Linked DNA regions of Hordeum vulgare: region 1 is linked to region 2. A link is a contact called in public Hi-C data. All regions are on one chromosome and are shown on one strand. Each heading gives the region's core, a stretch centred on a gene start, on an enhancer-like site or on the middle of the called end of the contact. The rest is flanking DNA. Distances are from core to core; before and after follow the strand shown.

Region 1 (4,685 bases), core at 2,097-4,596, 150 kb before region 2:
CGCTTGAGAGGAAGTTATGCACATCATACCTTCATCTTAAAATTTTAAAAAAACTTACATCATGTGAACATCACATCCATCTCATAAAGAAAAAAAACTTTTCTAGAAAAGAAAAAACAGTTTTCACTTTTATTTTAAAAAACGCTAAAAAATCCAAAATTTTCTCACTACGACCAACCAGCGTGCGCCACATGACGTCGCTGGTTGGCTTTTGAAAAAAAACTAAAAATCAAAAGCTTTCTCACCGCGATCAACCAACATGCGCCACCTGGAGTACCTGGTTGACCACCATGCATTGTGGCGATGCTTAATATGTTGGATGTACTATGTGTTGTCGTACTAGCAGAGACAGCCATGGACATTGTATCACTACTAATCTCATGATATGTAGCGCCGACACACATGCTAAATAGTCCTACGGCTATTGCGGTCCAAACAAAAAAAAAGTCCTACGGCTATGGCAATGCTATGACCCGGACATGGCGACTTGACTGCATGTAGTAGATGGAGCAGATAGCAGATCAGGAAGAAAAGTACTTTGAGATTCGAGCAGATGGCACATTGTGGATAGGTTCCAACCTGATGGAGAAAAAAAACTGGTATCGTAAAATTATTTTTCTCAACTCATATTTCAACAATTGTGACCTCTTCAACACCTGCAAATTTAGGCAAGTAAGTAATTAACCAATGTAGGAAGCGTTGGGACTCGCTCCACTCCGCGACTCCACGCTGGAACGGAGTGACGTGCAGTGTTAAAGCACGGAGTTGCTAAAAGCCCGCTTCACGTGCTCCGCTTCGCGTAGAGCATTCGAACAACCCCGTAATATTACTTGGTGCGTAAATAAGGATATCGGTAAAAATCTTACATCAAACTTTTTACATCCTCGTTGAAAGACTAAACTCTAAAGTCAGACTTTTAGCCATGCCAAATCAAAGGTTTTTCAGGACCATTTATACTGCCACAAGATTGTCAAATTTAGTTTGTAAGCATGACAATTTCCTAAAAAAAGGAATCGTCAACTATATTCCTATCCGCGACGAACACAAGTTGCGAAAAAAAAACGTTTAATTTTTCATACCAAAATATCTGACGTCCAGTGGATATCCAGAGCCACAAAGTAAAGCTGATTTTTTTTCTTTGAGAAAGCTGATTTGGTGCATACTTTTCGCGGTTAGAGTACCCATTCATGCGCAGTTCAACGGAACCCATTAGAATTTGCGGACAAATTTTATGATCGATCACACGAGCTTACCGATCATAGCGAGAGCCTTATTTTCGTGGGTAGACGAACATAATCGCCATAAACTTCAATGACCTAGAACTCATCTGTGAGATATAATTTAATCACATTCGTATGAAAAACAAAAACAGACACAACCACATCAGCATTCTAAAATATCACATTTAATGGTTATAAAAAATGAATGAGACATAATTTAAACTCAGTTATTACTAGATGAGTTTTAGTAAAACGGAATAATAATTGATGATCCATATGTTGCGGCTAGTAGTACTAGTTTTCGGCGATCCAAAATTAAACGAGCGTATTGGCCAGAATACTACTGTTACAGTTTACAGTATTGCTACTAGTACATCACTAGCGCGATCGAACTAGCTCAGGAGAGTACATGGATTACTAGTCCCCTACGGTACTCTGTACATGCATCAATGGTACAAGTACAAGGCGGCCGGCCCGTGCTGCGCGCCGACGTACGGATCAGAAGGACGGCACGACGCCGTAACCGAAGTCGAGCAAGTAGGATGTGGAAGACGGCACGGCATGCGCCTCCGCGTCCAGGTCGTCGCCGTCGCCGTCGGCGTCCTGGTCGGCGCGCTTGGCGAAGCGGCCCTTGACGCGCGGCCTGGACTCGGCGTAGGCCTTCCTGGACGCGTACCGGATGGTCTTCTCGAACCGGCGGTTCTTCCTCTTCTCCCGGTACCGCATCAGCCTCGCCACCCTGCCCTCCCCGGTCACCGCCACCGGCCGCTCCGGCACCGTCAGGTACCCCATGTCCACCGCCGACGCCTGCTGCATGCCCACGCCGTGGCTCGGCGGCGCCGGGGTGTACGCGGGCATGTACGCCTGCGGCTTGGGCCGGGTGAAGTCCAGCTCGAAGCTCCCCGCGCCGCCGTGGATGGCCTCCGGCACCACGCCGACCTCCGATGATGAGCCCTGAAAAATTATATATAGCCGTCTCGATCGATCAGCAAGCAAGAAGGCGATCGGTTCGCGGCAAGGCGAAGGCGAGGCGACTAACGCTGTGCGCGCCGGAGCCGTTGGCCGTGTATGAGGAGCTGTAGGACGGCGGCGGCTTGGCGCCGATCCCGCACGCGAAGTCCAGGTCGACGACGGCGGGTACCGCGGCGGTGGCGACGCCGTTGGGCACGACGCTGTCGGCGTGGGCGAAGCGGGTAAAGTCGACGGCGAGGTAAGGGTCGACGAGGTCGGAGAAGAGGTAGTCCATCTTCCCGCCCTCCTTGCCGGCCTCCACGTTGAGGTTCAGCATGCCCCCGTGTCCGTGGTGGTGCAACTGGTCGTGCACCTCGTCGGGATCCGCCCTGGCGTCCCCGTCGCCGGCGCCGCAGAGCATCATGGCCTCGGCGGCCACCGCGGCGGCCTCGGGGGAGCCGATGGGCGCGATGGGCACGCGCACGTGGCGCTCGGCGAGGGGGTTGGCGTGGTGGATGTCGGCGTCGCAGGCCGCGCAGAGCACGGCGGCGTCGGCCTTGCAGGTGACGGCGGCGGGGCTGACCTCGCAGACCTCGCACACCCAGACGCGCTCGTGGCCCGCCCGCGCGTGCGCCGGGCGCGCGTCGCACCCCGTGCACAGGTACCCCGCGCAGTCCCGGCAGTGCACCGCCGCCGGCGCCGCCCCCTCGCACCCCCCGCACCGCCTTCCCCCCACGCCCCAGTACTTGCGCAGCTCCATCATAACTAACTACCTAATAGCCCTAAGCTGAGCGTACCCGGTCGATCCTCTTAGCTCCGGCAGGCAATGGCGGGTGGAAGAGTGGAGTGGTTGATCTGAGGTGGGGGAGGGGGGCGACTAGATGTAATAGTGGGTGGGGGAGGGGGGGGGGGGGGGGGCACGTGGTGGGTTGGGAGCCAAGCGATGGGTTGATGCCGATATGATACAGTGCGGATTTTGGCGGGGATTTGGTGCATGTGAAAGACGGGGAGACATCGCCGTCGGCGGGCTGGCTGAGTGCTGGGTGCATGCTGGGTTGGCTTGGCTTGGCTTTTCGGGGGAGCCAACCGATACCGGCGTACCAATCCGGCAATCCCGTCTTATCATCGTCCTCCTGTCCGTGCTCACGGTGCCATCGCCGGGGAGGCAAACGGCGAGACCCGGGCGTCCGGGACGCGGGGCTGGCTGATTTTGCTGCGTCGGGGATGGTAACGTTGGACGTACTATGAATCTGGTGGTGTCCGTGCCGACGTACGTCTACGCGGTATATGCTCCCGTACGTGGTACGAGTGCCGATTCCTTCCCGTGGGCCGGCGCGGCACATGCATGCATGATTGCATGCACCATCGTGTTCGTATCCCTGCGAAATTTCCTTTGACCTCCACCCATCCGTATCATGGTACCCAATGCTTTTCTACAAAGCATTGCCCCTTTTTCCGGGGAAAGGAAAATCCATGGCGCCCCACAATCAAAAACCAGTACAAATGCGTTGCGAAAGCCAAGCGGCTAAAAGTTTGACAGGACCCTGAAAAGGACGGTTTTGTGCCACGTAACACGTACCCTGTATCGTACTAGTTTTCGTTTTGCGAAAATGACTAGTTCTTCTATTACAATAGTTCATTAGAAGTACAAAACGCTTCAAACATGTAGAAATTACATCAAGGTTTCTGTATCACCGAATTACCACTATTGCCGTCAGAACGAGCCACGCTGCATAATCGGATCCTATATCAGAATCAACTTCAGTTCTGTGGCTCAACGATCATGGGTTCTTACTAGATACTACAATTATTTGGCAGAAAATGAGGTCTTAGTTAGTATTCTTTTAAAAGGAATACCGATTACAACTAGACTACAGATGTCCATCACTACACGATGCACACACACAATCTCATAATACCCATATAAGACAACGGTCATGAAGTTTGAATATGTAAAAATAATATTTTGTTCTAAGAGATACATTACATGCTCGCACAAAATAATAATAAATTACATGAGTTATTTTTTCCTCATTTTTTTTGGACAAAGGAAGTGTTCTGAACACCTGATGCTGACAACTTACAACAGGACCCAAAAAAAGGGAAATGACAAATTGTACTTTTATTCTTACTAAGAGAACCCCAAAGAGCTAACACATATCACAATTGAGTCCGTAGCTACTCCCACATGAACCTTGTATCGTCGCCGCGAGTGACGACACGACTCGGGTGTGGCAAACCTCGATGACCCTATGCCATAGACTCCATGCAGGAGGCGCACTCCCTCCCTGGCATCTTAGCCGTGAGGAAGAAGAAAGGCCACCACTTAGCCAACATACTCGATGACACGTCGCAGACAATAAGCGGTCGATCACAGTAGCGTGTGTCAAAGCCTCTCCATAGCAACCATTGATGAACAACTCATTACCAATTTGTAACTACATCTCTCTGCTGCTCATATACTTCACCACCACAATAACCTTTCATGAAGAGGGTGAATCAGAGGGCCTCCTC
Region 2 (4,082 bases), core at 91-2,590:
CGATGTGCTTCCACCTAATCCACGCAAGAAGCGAGGACGTTCGAGGGCAACAAGAATGAAATTTGCTGCTGAAGATAGGGTACGTACAAAACGGACATGTTCTTTCTTTCATGAGAAAAGACACTACAGAACCGGGTGTCCCAAAAGCACAAAGCGTTTGACAAGTTTCAATATTAATAAAGTATGTCCTCAAACATATGATTTGGTATCGTATGATCACGAGAAATCTCTTTCCTAGCGGGTCATACCCAATAACAATCTAACGACATCTAAGGACCTACATGTCCAAAATGACCAACCATGTGAACTTTCAGCACGATTGAAAAAAATACACCACCTATTTAGACTAAACATCTTTACTTTTTTTATATCCTATTTGTTCTCTAAACCTTAGATAATTTTGATATTAAATTTAGCACAAAGATTAACTAACACTCTCCATCCCATAATGTAAGACGTTTTAACACTATTTTGTTGTATTTGACAACATTAAAAACACCATTATATGTTTAAACCTAAATTTGAATTCCTCCATTATATTATTCGGTTTATGACTTTACAAATACACAAGTGTTATGGTCATATTATATTTTGCAATTGAAGTAATACCACTATATGATTTTAGTTTGGGAGTTTTTAACTAGATTGTGTAAACCAAACAAAATTATAAAAAAGGTGAAAAAATCACATTCATCTACCGACTGATTAGTGCCTCTTAGATTTATTGTAGCATATTATATGTGTTTGTATCAATTTTAGTAGTTGTAAATATCTTGACAAAGGTTCTTCCTTTCTAGAATGTACATGCGTACCAAATATCCTAGGAATAGTTTACTTATTATGATTGTGTACATTGGTTGTAGAAAATAAGAAAATTACAGTGCTTTGTGGTTAAAGCCCCTCACACTCAACATAATCAAATGGCATTGTTTACTTATTCTTTTCTTATCAAATCATCTCTTGTCTCCTTTGCGATTTACAGTTGGTAAATAAATTTGCTAACTCTTTGCTCCGTTCAAGGTAATTGACACTAGTTCATGTAAACCAATCAAGGGCTGCATCTTTTGTAATGGTGCTTGAACCGGGCCAGTTTCTTGCTGTCCGCACTGGATCGGGGTGGAGATAATTGGTTGATCCGCCAACATCTTGGAGAGGGGCCCACTTCCACATGTCGTTAAGCTTTTCTTCACGTGATCTCAATCGGCATTTCTTTTGAAGGAGATTTTGGGTTTGCTTCCCATGATGAGAAAGAAACCCCATTATTGCCATCCACAGATCGCTCTCAGATGGAAGTTTCACTTATCTTGGGCAATCGGATGAGTTCTCATTACACCATATGCTTCCCCCCTTGCTTGGATTTTTGGCACAAAAGTTAGATGCCTACAGGTGCAGTGTGGACGTGCTAGTAGGAGTACTCTGAAAGCACAAAAATTGAGCAGTCCCAACTTTCATCTGACGGAGTCTACACGTTCTCTAGTTCCTCGAGCGCTAATTATGTTTTTCTTGTCCTTAATTTTCTGTCAGAATGAATTGTGGTTAATCTTTTTTCGTTGGAGAGCGACTCTGCTCGTTCGCTGCTAGGCGCTTCGTGTTCCGTGCGTGATCTGAAGCTCAGAATCGTTTCTGCCGTGTGCAGTAGGTTCAGACACCATTTAACAACACGACTTATTGCCTTTAGGACCAAATTCAGACCCGACGTTTCACTATGGTAGATGCGCCTTGTGTCAATGTTGTCAAAGACTCATGATCATGCACATGCTTTCCCTCTTATTATCTGTGTATCTCCAAACTATATAAGCACAAAATTGAGCAGGTCCCAACTCCCAGCTGACGGAGTCTTACTGGAGCACAATAGAATAATGATTTTTTTTTTGTCCTTAGTCTTCTTTACGGAAAAAGGAATAATTCTTATATTATTTTAGGAAGGGGGCATCAAATGCAAAAGGCTGAAGCCCAGCCGGGACAAGAGGCGACACCTGTTGTGGTCATTTTACAAAAACATCCCTCGCTTTTTCTGTATTCAAACCATAGTCCGGCTTTGTTGCATTTTTTAGAAAACTCCCTGATGTTTCAGGTAATCAACCCGCAGTCCGGATTTAAGTCAGAAAACAAATCGTTTTTTTGCATTTTTTCGAAAACCCCTTGATGTTTCAGGTAATCAACCCGCCCTCCGTACTTTAACAAAAAATACCCTAACTTTTTAGTTAATCAATCCACATTTATCTAAAACAAAATTATCCATATCTTTTAAATCGTAACTCCGATTTTAACATGTTATATATGAAATTTGATTAAAAATGTGTAGAATCTAAATACGATGTTACTTTTAGCTGTTGAATACTTCTTAAATATTATTTTCGGTGCAAACTTAATTTGTAGTGCACTGTCCTTTTTTTCTCTCTTTCCGGCGACGATACGAATTGCAATAAACATCCATTAAATTAAAACCAAATTAAGAGGAAAGAAAACATTGTTAACAACACATGCACACCTTTGGAAAACCTCGTGGGGGGAAACAACATATTTCTCATCTTATTCCGAGTGACTGTATATTCAAACGCGTTTTCATTGTATGAGCACTAAAGCCATCGTCGGCAACACAAATGTGATGCCATGTGAAAATATATTGCGTTCAGAGCGTGTGTAATTTTCTCTTCCGTTGCAATGCACGGGCTCTTTTGCTAGTAAGAACAAAAATGGCTACTGGATCATCATCAAGGGCAGAAAAGAGAGCATAGAAAGGTAGCTGATGATTAAAATGTCTAGTGTCTTCGAAATGCATACATGGCTGAGAAAAATCAGTGGAGGAATTCTCTTTAACTTAAAGAGGAAAGAAACTGGACTAGTCTTTCTCGTTCACAATGAAGAGTTCTCAGCTTTGAGGTTTACACGACCTCCGGAAGACCGGTATAACTGAAGGCAAGGAAAAAACAGGACAGCGGCCGCAAACTCAGATTGTGGCAGCATTTTTGATACTTGCGATAGTTATCCGGGGCATCGTGAAGAAAGGGATGTGGCTGAGAAAATAGGTATTGCGTTCATGCTGTATTTCCTAATTAAGAGATAAGCATTGCATAGGATGCCAATGCCTTGGAAGATGAAAGTTGAGAGATGCATGAATCTCTGAATCAGATTTGCCCACCATGTCCAGCTAGCTCAGCTGCACAGGCCTCCCTGGGCTGGCAGTGGCAGGAAATCCTCCTCCTCCTAACGATTACAGGTCCTTGTCAGTCGTGTGGCATGAAGAACCCAGCCGGCGCATGGCAATCATTCGGCTCGAAGCCACGCGACGCGAGCCTGGCGAATCCAGACCATTGGAAAGCGATTCTTCTCACCATCTGGACTGAACAAGTCTCAGCCTTGTTCAGTATTGTTTCTCCCGTTTGCAGTAGCTTCAGACACGGTTTAACAGCACGAGTTGTTGCCTCGTGGATCAAATTCAGACCCCGACGTTTCGGTATGGTAGATGCACGGCCCTATGCCAGACTTGTAAAAGATTCATGATCCTGCACATGCTTTTCCTCCGAGCCTACCAACGTTTCACAGTCCCTGTTATTTGTGTACCTGGACAGGTAAATTGGCTGCTCTGGTTTGCAGAAGAAACAGAGGTGCTCTCGCAATCCCAAGGCGGTATTCGACAAGTATCTGCGACGAGCAACACTGTTCAGAAAGACTGGTTTGTGTACCTCTGCTCTCGCAAACACCCAGTACAGCCTTTTACTCGAAGAGGATAAATCATTTATCATTGGGACTCAAGAAAGACTGACTACGAAGATTTGAGGGTCTAAAACTCGAGTTACAGGGTAACATTCGAGTTCTTATATCGATGTGTTAGAAAGTACTCCCTCCATTCCTAAATATAAGTCTTTTAGGCCTCGTTTGGTTAAGGAGGATTGGAGAGGTTTTGAGATGGAGGGATTTCAGGGGATTGGGTGAATCCCTTTGTTCCACCCAATCCTCTCAAAACCCCTGGGTTTTGCTTCCACTAGTCCCCCGATGAGGGTTTTGAAACACATGGATAGGAAGGGATTGAAGGGGAACGGAGGGGATTGGGCTAAGCAAACCCCTCCTACCAAATGGGT

Evidence for each region. Hi-C and Micro-C count contacts between places; a contact is called where the count stands out from the background.
Region 1: a Hi-C map of seedling shows a contact between it and region 2, with 2.1 times the contacts expected there. The contact joins the promoter of LOC123412911 here to the enhancer-like site in region 2. A contact is called at or near these places in 2 of 6 Hi-C or Micro-C datasets (seedling and an unstated tissue).

The regions. Positions count from the first base shown.
Region 1 is chr7H:605,953,549-605,958,233 of MorexV3_pseudomolecules_assembly, reverse strand. It overlaps LOC123412911 (zinc finger protein CONSTANS-LIKE 5-like), which reads right to left and starts at 3,346. Exons shown (of 2, transcript XM_045105871.1): 1 at 2,260-3,346; 2 at 1,463-2,174. The coding sequence starts at 2,934. The coding sequence ends at 1,719.
Region 2 is chr7H:605,801,004-605,805,085 of MorexV3_pseudomolecules_assembly, reverse strand. No RefSeq gene overlaps it. Among protein-coding and RNA genes, the nearest start is that of LOC123409853, 45 kb to the left of the region's middle. Within about 2 kb of position 1,340, at least 2 of the 3 cell types and tissues checked have open chromatin away from gene starts, as enhancers often do.